2 separate regions of the Sus scrofa genome follow, and region 2 is linked to region 1. A link is a contact called in public Hi-C data. All regions are on one chromosome and are shown on one strand. The core of a region is the stretch at or near the end of the contact, and the rest is flanking DNA. Distances in the headings are between cores, read along the strand shown.

Region 1 (5,851 bases), core at 308-2,807:
CATTGCTAGAAAGAGTGGCTAAATAAGAAAAAGCCCCAGAAGCCACTGTTTCTCCTCATGCCCCTCCTCCACTAGCCTCTTTCTATCCTCTTCTGAGCTCCCCTGCCCTGACCTTCTCACTCTCTCTCCCTCAACACCAAAAGAAAAATGTACTGTATCCGAGGTGGAAAACGAAAGCAACCCCAAGGTGATAGGTGCTCCCTTAAAGGAGAAGCCCACAAGCCAAGGGGAACCTACCCTTACCTATACCACTTGAACTAGGACAGAACTTAGGAATTTAACTAAGGGTTTTCCAAATGCCTTATAAGACCCTTTAGTGTTTTCTAAAGAATTTGATCTTATAGGAAGAACTTACAAGCCTGGATATTCAGACTTATACCAGTTTGTACATTTACCAGTCTCTGAAAAAAAAGCAAAAGAATGGCTCGAAGAGATAAGTTGGAAGGCACCTATGGAGGGTTTTCACAAGCCTGAGGCTACAGAAATGTAGAGGAATTGCCCACAACTTTTATCAGGCTATCCTGAAAATCTTCCCACAGACTATAGATTGTCAAAGATCCATCAGGGCAAACAGAGGCCAGGAGAAGCTATTTTGTATTATTTAGAAAGACTTGAAAAGACATTCAAACAACATTCTGGCATGGATCCAGTTTCCTGAACTATAAGAATGATCCAGTATTAAATTCCATTTTTCTAGAAGGACTGGATAAAGAATTGGCATGGCTGGAGTTCCCGTCGTGGTGCAGTGGTTAACGAGTCCGACTGGGAACCATGAGGTTGCGGGTTCGGTCCCTGCCCTTGCTCAGTGGGTTAACAATCCGGCGTTGCCGTGAGCTGTGGTGTAGGTTGCAGACGCGGCTCGGATCCCACGTTGCTGTAGCTCTGGCGTAGGCTGGTGGCTACGGCTCCGATTGGACCCCTAGCCTGGGAACCTCCATATGCCTCGGGAGTGGCCCAAAAAAATAGCAAAAAGACAAAAAAAAAAAAAAAAAAAAAAAAAAAAAAGAATTGGCATGGCTAACTAGAAGACATGACTGCACTACACTGACTGGACTACTTCACATCCTAATGTGCTTGTCACTAGTGCTGATAAGCTTTCTAAAACCTTACAGAAAGAGGCAAAAGAAAAAGCTGCCAAAATTATAAATGGGCAGCTACAGCAGTTTGGCAGCCCTCCAAAATTAACCTGCCCAAATGCCAGCCAGGCTTGCAATGACCTCACCTGCTTTTACTGAAAAAAAAAAAAAAAAAAAAACCCTAGACATTTTAAAAGAGACTGCCACCGTTTTAAGCAAGAGTCAGAGCAAGGTAAAATTCAAAAGCAATAGGGGTGCTCTGAGGATTATGAAAGGGTATTTCCCCTCCTCATCAAAAATACCTTAGGAGAAATTGAAATAATGATCAGAGGGGAAATGTCTAAGGTCCTATAGACACTGGCACGGCACTATCTGTTCTTTTTTGTTTGTTTTCCTTTTTTTCTTTTTTTTTTTTTTTTTTTTTAGGGCCGCACCCGAGGCATATGGAAGTTCCCAGGCAAAGGGTCAAACTGGAGCTGTAGCTGTTGGCCTACGCCTCAGTCACAAGCCACTCAGGATCTGAGCCACGTCTGCAAACTACACCACAGCTCACGGCAATGCCAGATCCCCAACCTACTGAGTAAGGCCAGGGATCAAACCCACATCCTCATGGATACTAGTCAGATTCATTTCCTCTGCACCACAACGGGAACTCCCAACATTATCTATTCTTACCCTGACCCTTATTCATTACCCTCTCCCTCAGAATAAATAATCAAATGGTAGGGGTTTCAAATTTTCTTAGGCAGGTTTTTTTAATGCAAATGATTTAAGAATTTTTAAATTGAAGTATAGTTGATTTATAATGTTTCAGGTGTACAGCAAAGCAATTCAGTTTTATATATTTTTTCAGATTCTTTTCCATTATAAGCTATTACAAAATATTGAGTATAGTTCCCTGTGCTGTAAAGTAGGCCCTTGTTGTTTATCTATCTTACATATAATAGTGTGTAACTGTTAATCCCAAATTCCTAATTTATCCCTCCCACCTCCTTTCCTCTTTGGGAACCATAAATTTGTCTTCTATATCTGCGAGTCTATTCCTGTTTTGCAAATAAGATCATTTGTATCATTTTTTTAAGATTCCACATATAAATGATATCATATGGTATTTCTCTCTCTCTCTACATCTCCTAAATGTCCATCAACAAATGAATGGATAAATAAGACGTTTTATACACACACACACACACATGCACATACACAATGGAGTATTACTCAGCCATAAAAAGAATGAAATATTGTCATTTGCAGCAACATGGATCAATCTAGAGATTATCATACTAAGTGAAGTAAGTCTGAGAAAGACAAATATGCTATGCAGGTTTTTAAATCAAAGCCAGTAACTTTTCAGCTAGGAACTATCACAGAAAGCATGTATTCCTTTTGGTGACAATTCACCTGACAGGACCTTTTAGAGGCATATAATGCCCATATTAACTTTTCATCTAAAGGTTAGATGACTTTAGATTTAGAAGATATAAATGAAGACCAGAACATAATTACTGAAAAAATAATGGATATAAAGACAAAAATTCAGACAAATCAAAAGGAAATCAATGATTTACTATTACAAGTGCCTGAGGAATTGTGGCCATTTTCTTCCTCAGATATTGGGAAAATTAAAATGGCTATACTTCTAATAAAGTAACTATCGATAATCCCAAGCCTCCATCTAATATCTGATAATATCCACTCAGACCAGAAGCAATAAATGGAATAAGACCTATTACCCAGGATTTCCTTCAGAAAAGACTTATAATTCCTTACACCAATCCTTGCAATACTTTCAGTTTATTGGTAAGAAGCCAAACAGAAAAGGCTGAACCTGAGAGCTATAGATAATACTGTGATTCCCTGCCACCCTGTGGTTCTTAGGAATTCTCACACTCTGCTCTCAGTCTTCCCAGCAGCCACCATTATTTCTTAGTAACTGATGTGTGTAGTGCATTCCATTCCTTGGCATTCCAGGAGAAAAAGAAAGCCTCTTTACCTTCACATGAGAAGATCATCCATGTACCTGGGCAGTTAGGCCACAAGCCTATATAAAAGCCTTGTTTTTCTCAAATACTTGAAACTGATTTGGCTGATGTACACTTTCCAGGAGCTTTGCTTTAATTCAATATGCAGCTGACTTGTGTTCTAGAAGTGAAGAGATTGCCAAAGAGACACGACTCATCTATCGCAACAATTAGCTTCTAAGAGGCGTAAGGTGTCAAAGACAAAATACAATTAAGCTTAAAACATGTAGGTCACTTTATAGCTCAGGAAGAATTACTGATAGATCTTGAAAGAATTAAGGGAATTCTAGCTTTCTCACTCCCCAAAACACAGCAACAACAGAGAATTTCAAGATCTAACCAGATATTGCAGGATGTTGGGTACCTAGATTTTCCCTCATTGCCCAACCTCTCTATGCGTTACTGAAGTCTGACCAGCCATACTCAATTCAATGGACAACAGAAAGAGAAAAAGGATATAAATGCTTTAAAATGTGCATCAGCAAAGGCTTCAGCATTAGGTGATCTTAACTATAAATTACCATTTTTCCTCTTTGTGTATGAAGAAAGAGGAAACGCCCTGAGTGTATCAACTAAGAGGCATGGTGACCACACCAACCCAGAGAATATTATAGTCAACACTTAGATTCAGTGGCAAAAGGGTTCCCACCTTGCATAAGGGCTATTTCAGTGACAGCTCTCTTATGCAAAGCTACTGAAGAACCTATAATGAGGTCTCCTCTGACTATGGTCCTCATTTAGTTGAATTTCTCTCAAAATTCTCAACATCCTCAACACTATTCAGTGAGTTGCCTGGCCCCTTACAAAGTACTTTTATCTCTTCCCCCAATACTACTTTGTCTCAGCATAACAGCTTAACCCAACAACTTTGCTTCCAGCACCTCAAATGACAGAAACCTTGACTGCATCATGCTATCTTCTCACTCCTGGTACTGATTTACAAGAAGCTCTCATTGATAACACTGGATCCTATTTAAAGGATGAAAAATCGATCTGGGTATGCACCAACTTCAGTGGCAGAAATAACCGAAAGTTATTATTTACCAGACACCAAATTAAGCCAACAAGCTGAACTGATGCACTGATTAGAGCTTGTCAATTAGCCAAAGATCAAATACCCAATATTTATACTAAGAGCCACTATGCCTTCAGAGTAGCTCATGATTTTGGAATGCTATGGGAACAGAAAAGATTTCTCACATCTTTTAACTAGCCTATAAAGAATAGACAGCTAGTCTCAAAACTACTAGACTCCATTCAACTGCCCAAACATTAAAATACCTGGAAATTCTCATTCAGTGGGTTAAGGATCTGGTGTTGCCATGAAGCTGTGGTGTAGGTTGCAGGCATGGCTCAGATCTGGCGTGGCTGTGGTATGGGCTGGCAGCTGCAGCTCCAATTCAACCCCTAACCTGGGAACTTCCATATGCTGAGTGTGCAGCCCTAAAAAACACCAAAGTGGGGGGCGGGGGGGAACCTGGACATTCCAAATCTGATTCAATAGAAGCCAAAGGGAATTGATTGGCTGATGCTGAAGCTAAACAAGCTGCCCTAAATCTTGTTCCCTCCCAATTTTGAGAATGTACTCTGCTCAAACATAACTCTGATGAAGCTGCTAAGAAATTTCTTTTGCAGGCTTGAGAAAATAAAAAGTAGGCCTGTAAGAAAAAAGGGAGATTTTTTTGACCCCAACTCATAAATATGGTTTGAATCAAGTAAGAGGCTTATGGTACCTAGAAGTGCTCAATTACTGTTACTCCAACAGTGGACATTCCCTGATCCACTGGGCACCTGAACCAAAAAAAAAAAAAAAAAAAGATATATTATGGGGAAAACAACCTTCTCTTTCTCACTATAGCTCAAAGATTTATGACCAATGTTTTATATGTCCTAAATATAATCCTGGTAAACCCCTTTGTGGCTCTCAAGTCCACTTTCCCCTCTCTAAGGGACCCTTTAAAGTATGGCAACTAGACCTTATCCTGGTGCCTTCCTCTCAAGGCTATAAATACATCCTGGTAATGGCATGCAGGTTTCACACTGGGTGGAAGCATTTCCTTGTAAAAGAGCAACAGTCTTAACATCAGGCAAATTACTTTTGGCAAGAATAATTCCAGTTTGAGGAATTCCTTCTGAGTTGCATAGTGACAGGGAAATTCATTTTATTGACAGGTTATTAAATCCATTTGTAAGATTTGGCCAATAATGCAGAATTTTCCCTGTGCCTATCACCCTCAATCGTCAGGATTAATAGAACAAACAACACAATTAAAACACAGCTGGCTAAATTTTCAGAGGCTTTTAATCTTCCATGGCCAAAAGCTCTTCCCGTGGTACTCCTCAACCTTAGGTCTGCCCTCTTTGGTAACATCAACTGTCTCCTTCTGAAGTAAGTGCTGGGCAACCTAGGCATCTAGATCAAGGTACATACGAACCAGCAGTTCTTGAAGGCGGTATTCTACACTCTTGTCAAGACTCATCAAAGCCCTTAAAGAAAATGAAAAAATGTAACTGATTCCTAGACCTTAAGAACCATGGGTTACAATCTGTGGATTTTGTCTATTGGAAAAAACATCAAATGAAGGACTCTTTACAACCCCATTGTAACCATATCAGGTACTGATAACAAATCCCTGTGTGGCAAAACTTAAAAGAATAAGCTCTAGGATTCACATTTCTCACTTCCAACTTACATTCAAGAGGAGGGAATTAGGGCAAGAATACCAGGAGGCAAGAATCTCGGGGAATCATTTT
Region 2 (5,613 bases), core at 2,353-4,852, 170 kb before region 1:
AGTCTTTTGAGATACTTTTCTCCAAAAGAATTTCATGGTCATAACACTTTAGCAAACAATATAATTTGTCTCATAAAGTAGAGTCAAATGCTCATTAGTGTAACAAAGACATTGAAAAGACCTGCTAGAAACCTAGTATTTCTCAACACAGCTTAGACATTGGACCCTTCTGTGGTTGAACACCATTAACTTTCTGTAGAACTGTCAGATTCAGTTTTGCAGAACACATTGCTGGAAAATGCTGTTTTAGAAATGTGCGTGGGGAGTTCCCGTCGTGGTGCAGTGGTTAACGAATCCGACTAGGAAACATGAGGTTGCGGGTTCGGTCCCTGCCCTTGCTCAGTGGGTTAACGATCCGGCGTTGCCGTGAGCTGTGGTGTAGGTTGCAGACACGGCTCAGATCGAGCGTTGCTGTGGCTCTGGCGTAGGCCGGTGGCTACAGCTCTGATTCAACCCCTAGCCTGGGAACCTCCATATGCCGCAGGAGCGGCCCAAGAAATAGCAACAACAACAAAAGACAAAAAAAAAGACAAAAAAAAAAAAAAAAAAAAAGAAATGTGCGTGGCCATGCCCAGCACTTCAGGAGCTTGGAGGTTGTCATTGCAATACTCACAACAGCAACAAAAGCTGAACAAACTAAAAGTCAACAACTCCTCTTCAATCTGTCAGACTTGAGATCACAGGGCAAACTGCTGCCCCCAACACTGGAGAGAAGTGCATAGACAGACACAGAAAGTCACAGATTTCCAGAGCTGAAACTTCTTTGGGAACCAAGGCCAGATGGGAAAATCTGAATAGTGCAGATGCTAGAGGCCCCATGTGGACAAGATAGAGAAAAACTCCAGGGGAGTCCAATCTCCTAGGGTCCCTACACAGAGTTCCTGTGGCTCAACAGGATAAGTGGCATCTTAGGAGGACCGGGACATAAGTTTGATCCCTGGCCCAGCACAGTGGGTTAAGGATCCAGCATTACCGCAAAGCTGCGAGGAATGTGTAGTTGCTGCTCAGATCTGAATCCTGGCCTGGAGCCTGGCCCAGGGACTCCACATGCCGCCTGGGGGGGAGGGAGACCCCACACTGCTATAAGTTTTACCTCCAGAAGCACTACCAGATTCTCACTGTGAAGACTGGAGAAAGATCGACCCACCCCTCTCCTCCCCCACCCCCACTAGTGACTTCCAGTTTCCAGTAGGGGGAGATAGAAAGTAGCCTTTTACCAAAGCACTCTGTTCTTCATAGGACTTGCCCTCAAGGGAAACTGTGTTCTCGAATCCAATCGACTGGGGTTTTATTAGAGCCTAGGCAACAGAGAGGAAGCGAAGCACCCAACTCGGCCCACTCCGGCCACCTCATCTGCCTCAAGGCAGAAAAAGACTGAGAAGCACTCATGAAGGTCTCAGCCTAGAGGCACAGGCTCAGGCCAAAACAGGGCTCTCATCTCAGGAGTATAGCTTCCCTCCCCCGGCACCTGGGGCTCCTGTGCAGTGACAAGGGAATAGAAGTGGAAACTTGTGGAGAGGTCCCACTTGATTGGAGGCCATGAGAGGTGCCAGGAGGAAGAAAGCAGCAGTAATATTGACAGAGATGCTGTTTCCCCCACCTACCGTGATTACTTTCTCTCCTGCCCTCTAACCCTCCTGCTGGCTCCCCTCATCCCTGGTGCCTCTCCACCGTCCAGAACCCCCTCCATCCTCCAGCTTTCTCCTCTTGTGTGAAGCATCCCTGAGGACTCTAGCCCCCAGGGCTCCCTGCTTTCTTTAGCATATAAATAACTTGGGTTCTCAGTTCAAATACTAGTTGGATTTGCTTTCCCATAGTTTCATATCACTGCATGAGCCTATCAGTTTCTTGAGAACAGAAAAGTGTGAATTATTTGGTGCCCTCACCTCCTTGTGGCATGTGGCATCTTGTTTCACATCCACATGCTGGCTCAGTAGACATCTATAGAGCCTCAGCTGCCAGCGAGCCTTTGGGAAGAGCTGCTTGGGGGATAGAAAGGTAATTGACATATGTGAGAGCTCTGTAGAAAGAGAGCCTTCACATGAAGTCTGGTTGGTAGAAGAGTTGGTCTTTTTGCACAAAGTAAATGAGAAAGACTGTGTAGTTGCAGGAAGTCCCCTGAAGGAGAGCTGGTTCTCCTGGAGCTTTTCTCGAACCGAAGCTTTTCTCCTCCAGGATGAGATCTGTGTGGACTGGTTACCACCTCAAGAGCTACTCAAAAATTACAGGTATTTCCATGATTATCTGCTCTGCTTGATTACACTGAAGTGAAACGAAAACAAAAAATAAAGAAAAACACGAAAACTTGACCCTTAAAGGAAATGTGATTCCATCTCAAAAATACCTAAAATACCCTACCATTTGGCAAAAAGGTTGAATCAAGAGTCTAGTGAAGGTTTGGGTCTGTTCTGAATTACCTAGACCAGAAAACACCTTCACTCTAGGACCACATCCTTTCTTTAGGAGAAATACCATGGTACAGTGAAAAAAATTGGGTGCCTTGCGGTAGGTAGCAAGCCTGCCCCTTACTAGCCAAGTAACCTCTCAGAACCCAAGTTTCCTCATCTCTTTAATGGAGAAATAATCTCTCCCTTAAATTACTAAATAAATAAATAAGGTTTGTTATGAGAATTAGAGATAATTATGCAAAGTGCCAACGACAGGACCTGATAAGTAGGAGCAATCCTCATTATGAAAGTAGAAATATCCTACCTATTCAATAAGACTTCTTCCACGAAAACTGCAAGGGAAAAAAAAACCCTCATTAAATGGAGAATTCGTCCTCTTGATAGGAGGCTTCAATTTTGTCTCCCCTTTTTCAAAGCCATATCAAAAATAGCATTAGGCTGACAAAGTAATTTCCCTAACATAAAAATACCCCCAATGTTAAATTATACCCCAGAAGTGGGATCTATCCAGTCTCAAAGCTGATTTTGTCTGAGCCAGAGAACTGAGAGAAGTAGAGAGATGATATATTTTATAGAACTGACTGGCTCTTTCCAGCCGGAGCTCATGAGCAGTGTGAGTGCTGTGATTCACCTAGCAGTTTAGAATGAAAACTAAGTGGAATGTTTATGCTGAAAGTGTTGGTAAACTTTTAGTTTGTTTTTGTGTTAGTTTGCAGAGAAGGATATGTGTTTTCCAGCTTGAAAGCTGATCTTTATCTTGGCATTGGGTTTCCTTCCTTTAGGAAATTTAGACCTGCTGTGCATTATGGGTATGTGGGTAAAAGTGCAACACATAGCTTCTCTTGGTTCTGGGCATCAGGAAAGGCTCTTGGGTGGTGATTCTAATTTTTATGAGCTGACAGAGAACTGTGTAGGGACCCTTCAGGAAACTCCTGGATATTTGCGAGTTCTGAAAGGTTCCAGAAAGGTTCCAGAAAGGTCTAGATGTGGAAGTCCCCCAGGCATGCCCTGATGGAGATGGAAAACACCAAGAACCTCTGAGCATTTGCCTTCCACTTGCATCCGACCTCGCCTATTCCAGAGTCTCTCAAAGCCAGAGGAGAACTGGCTTCCCACTGGTTTGGCCTACACACGGCCCCGTGCTCTTCAAATATCTCGGTACCTGTGTCAAGGGAAAGGAGACGCTGGCAAAGAGTCAAGCCCTGGGTGAGATGCCAGAGCTCTTGTTATGTAAGAAACCTGTTTAACTCACTCATGCTAGAGTAGAGGTTCCAAAATGCTGTGTCATTCCCCTGCTATAAGTGACTTGTAATTTAGTGGTTTCTGAAAGTGACATCAGCTATGTGCAGAAGACATGGTCTCAGTCAGGTCTGCAGTCAGGTCTGCAGAGGTCATTTTCTTGGTTTTTCATCAACATGCTCTGGAACCATCTTCAACTAAGCGGCTACTTGGTCTCACCTGTATGAGCAGCTGTAACTGGCTGTCCTCAGGCTGGTTTACATTTCTCTCTGGTGGACAGTGGGGCCAGCAGACTCTAACTACTAAAGACAACTCTTTTTTTTCAAATCAGTCTTTTCATAGGGATATAAAGAAACCCCCCAAACTCATTAAGTTAATTGCAGAGAGCACTGGATGGATAATAGGTAACAATAGTAACTAGCATTTATTGAGCACTGAATAGTGTCAGGCACTGTTCTAAGTGCTTTGTATACATATGCTCATTCAGTCTGGCAGCCACTCTTTTAAAAAAAAAAAAAACTCATTTTATTTTATTTTTGGCCACGCCCACAGCACTAAAATTCCCAAGCCAGGGATCAAACCCGAACCACAGCAGCGACTGGAGCCACTGGAGTGACAATGCCAGATCCTTACCTCTCTGTGCCACAAGGGAACTCCTGGGAACCACTCTTTGGACAGATATTATTACTGTCCCATTTTAAGATGAGGACACTGAAGCATGGAGTGGTTGAATACCATGTCCCAAATTACAGAGCTGGAAAGTGTTCAGCTGGAGTTGAACCCAAGAAGGCTATACTCAGTCTCTTAAATGCTATACCACCCCACCTGTCCTAGAGTTAGGGACTACTTCCAGACCTACTGCTTGATATGTTTATGATCAGCCGCACAGCCAATCACATTGTCATCCTTGCCTTAAACCTGAGAGTAGAGCCAGAGTCCAGTCTCTCCTCTTCTCACGTTTCACACCCATTATTCTGGGTTCAAAAGGCACTTCCTATCAGCCCCCATCTAGTCTCACTTCATTACAGTCCATTGTCCAAGCTGCTTTCTAATATTCATAAGGGTCACACTACTTCCTGTCTTAGTAAGTACAGAAGAAATTTATCATTTTTTGTCTGAACCTCCTTCTGTGTTGAAGAAACACCATTGTGCAAGTCTTAGTGAGGGTCATTTATCTGTTCTCATGGCCTTTTGGACCAAAGGGCTTCAGTGCTAGACCTGAATTTGGCCCATCAGCAGCTCCTCCCTGAAACTGAGTTTAAAAATCAGCAGGGCATGTTTAGGGTTTGTAGCTGTTGTAGAAAGATAGCTAGGATACAGAAAAGGAGGTGGTTGTCCTTGTGTGAACATTATAAACAATTTCACTTATCTAAGCTGCCCAGCCTCTATTCCTATCCATTTTCTAAACCCACTTCTCTGTTCTTCTTGCAAATACTAGGAGCTACCAACAAACATATGGAATGTGAGACAAGTTATCTGTCTTAGCTGTTGAAGACAACTTCATTTCCCATCACTGGTCAGAGATGGGTTAACTGGCAGCCTAGATCATGTGGGAGAGAAGCTGCTAACTGAAGTAATATCTGTGGCCACAGGAGTCAAGTATCCATTGAAGCCATGGCTTTGGGGAATTTGAATTGCTGCTACCATAAAATGGTTTGAAGGACACGAGAAATTTGAGGATGATGGTGTTCTTTCTGTAAGGACTGAGCAGCTTGAAGAAAGGGAAGGAGAAATGACTAACATCTGTTTTCATGATTTGGACTAAATCTAGGGACTTTCTACGACTGTGCAAAAAGAAATTCTTATCCCTTGTGACTCTAGAGCAGAGGGAGCTGACTTGATCCTCTGGATTGCCAAGTTACCTTATCAGTTGAATTCATGGCCTTGCCAAATCTTTTATGTGAAATTTAGGGCACTGAATATCATTTCTGTATCTGCAACACTTAGCAAAGAGCCTGGCTCTCAG

What was found. A called contact is a pair of places that touch in the nucleus more often than the background predicts.
Region 2: a Hi-C map of liver shows a contact between it and region 1, with 1.8 times the contacts expected there. The contact joins two enhancer-like sites. A contact is called at or near these places in 6 of 47 Hi-C or Micro-C datasets (embryonic fibroblasts, fetal liver, heart right ventricle and 3 more).

Annotation. Positions count from the first base shown.
Region 1 is chr9:106,032,912-106,038,762 of Sscrofa11.1, reverse strand. The region is part of intron 1 of LOC110255500 (a long non-coding RNA gene); the gene reads right to left. Among named protein-coding and RNA genes, the nearest start is that of SYPL1, 51 kb to the right of the region's middle. Within about 2 kb of position 1,557, at least 4 of the 83 cell types and tissues checked have an H3K27ac peak or open chromatin away from gene starts, as enhancers often do. A contact at or near this core is called in liver, where this site is marked.
Region 2 is chr9:106,208,555-106,214,167 of Sscrofa11.1, reverse strand. No RefSeq gene overlaps it. Among named protein-coding and RNA genes, the nearest start is that of NAMPT, 50 kb to the right of the region's middle. Within about 2 kb of position 3,602, at least 6 of the 83 cell types and tissues checked have an H3K27ac peak or open chromatin away from gene starts, as enhancers often do. A contact at or near this core is called in liver, where this site is marked.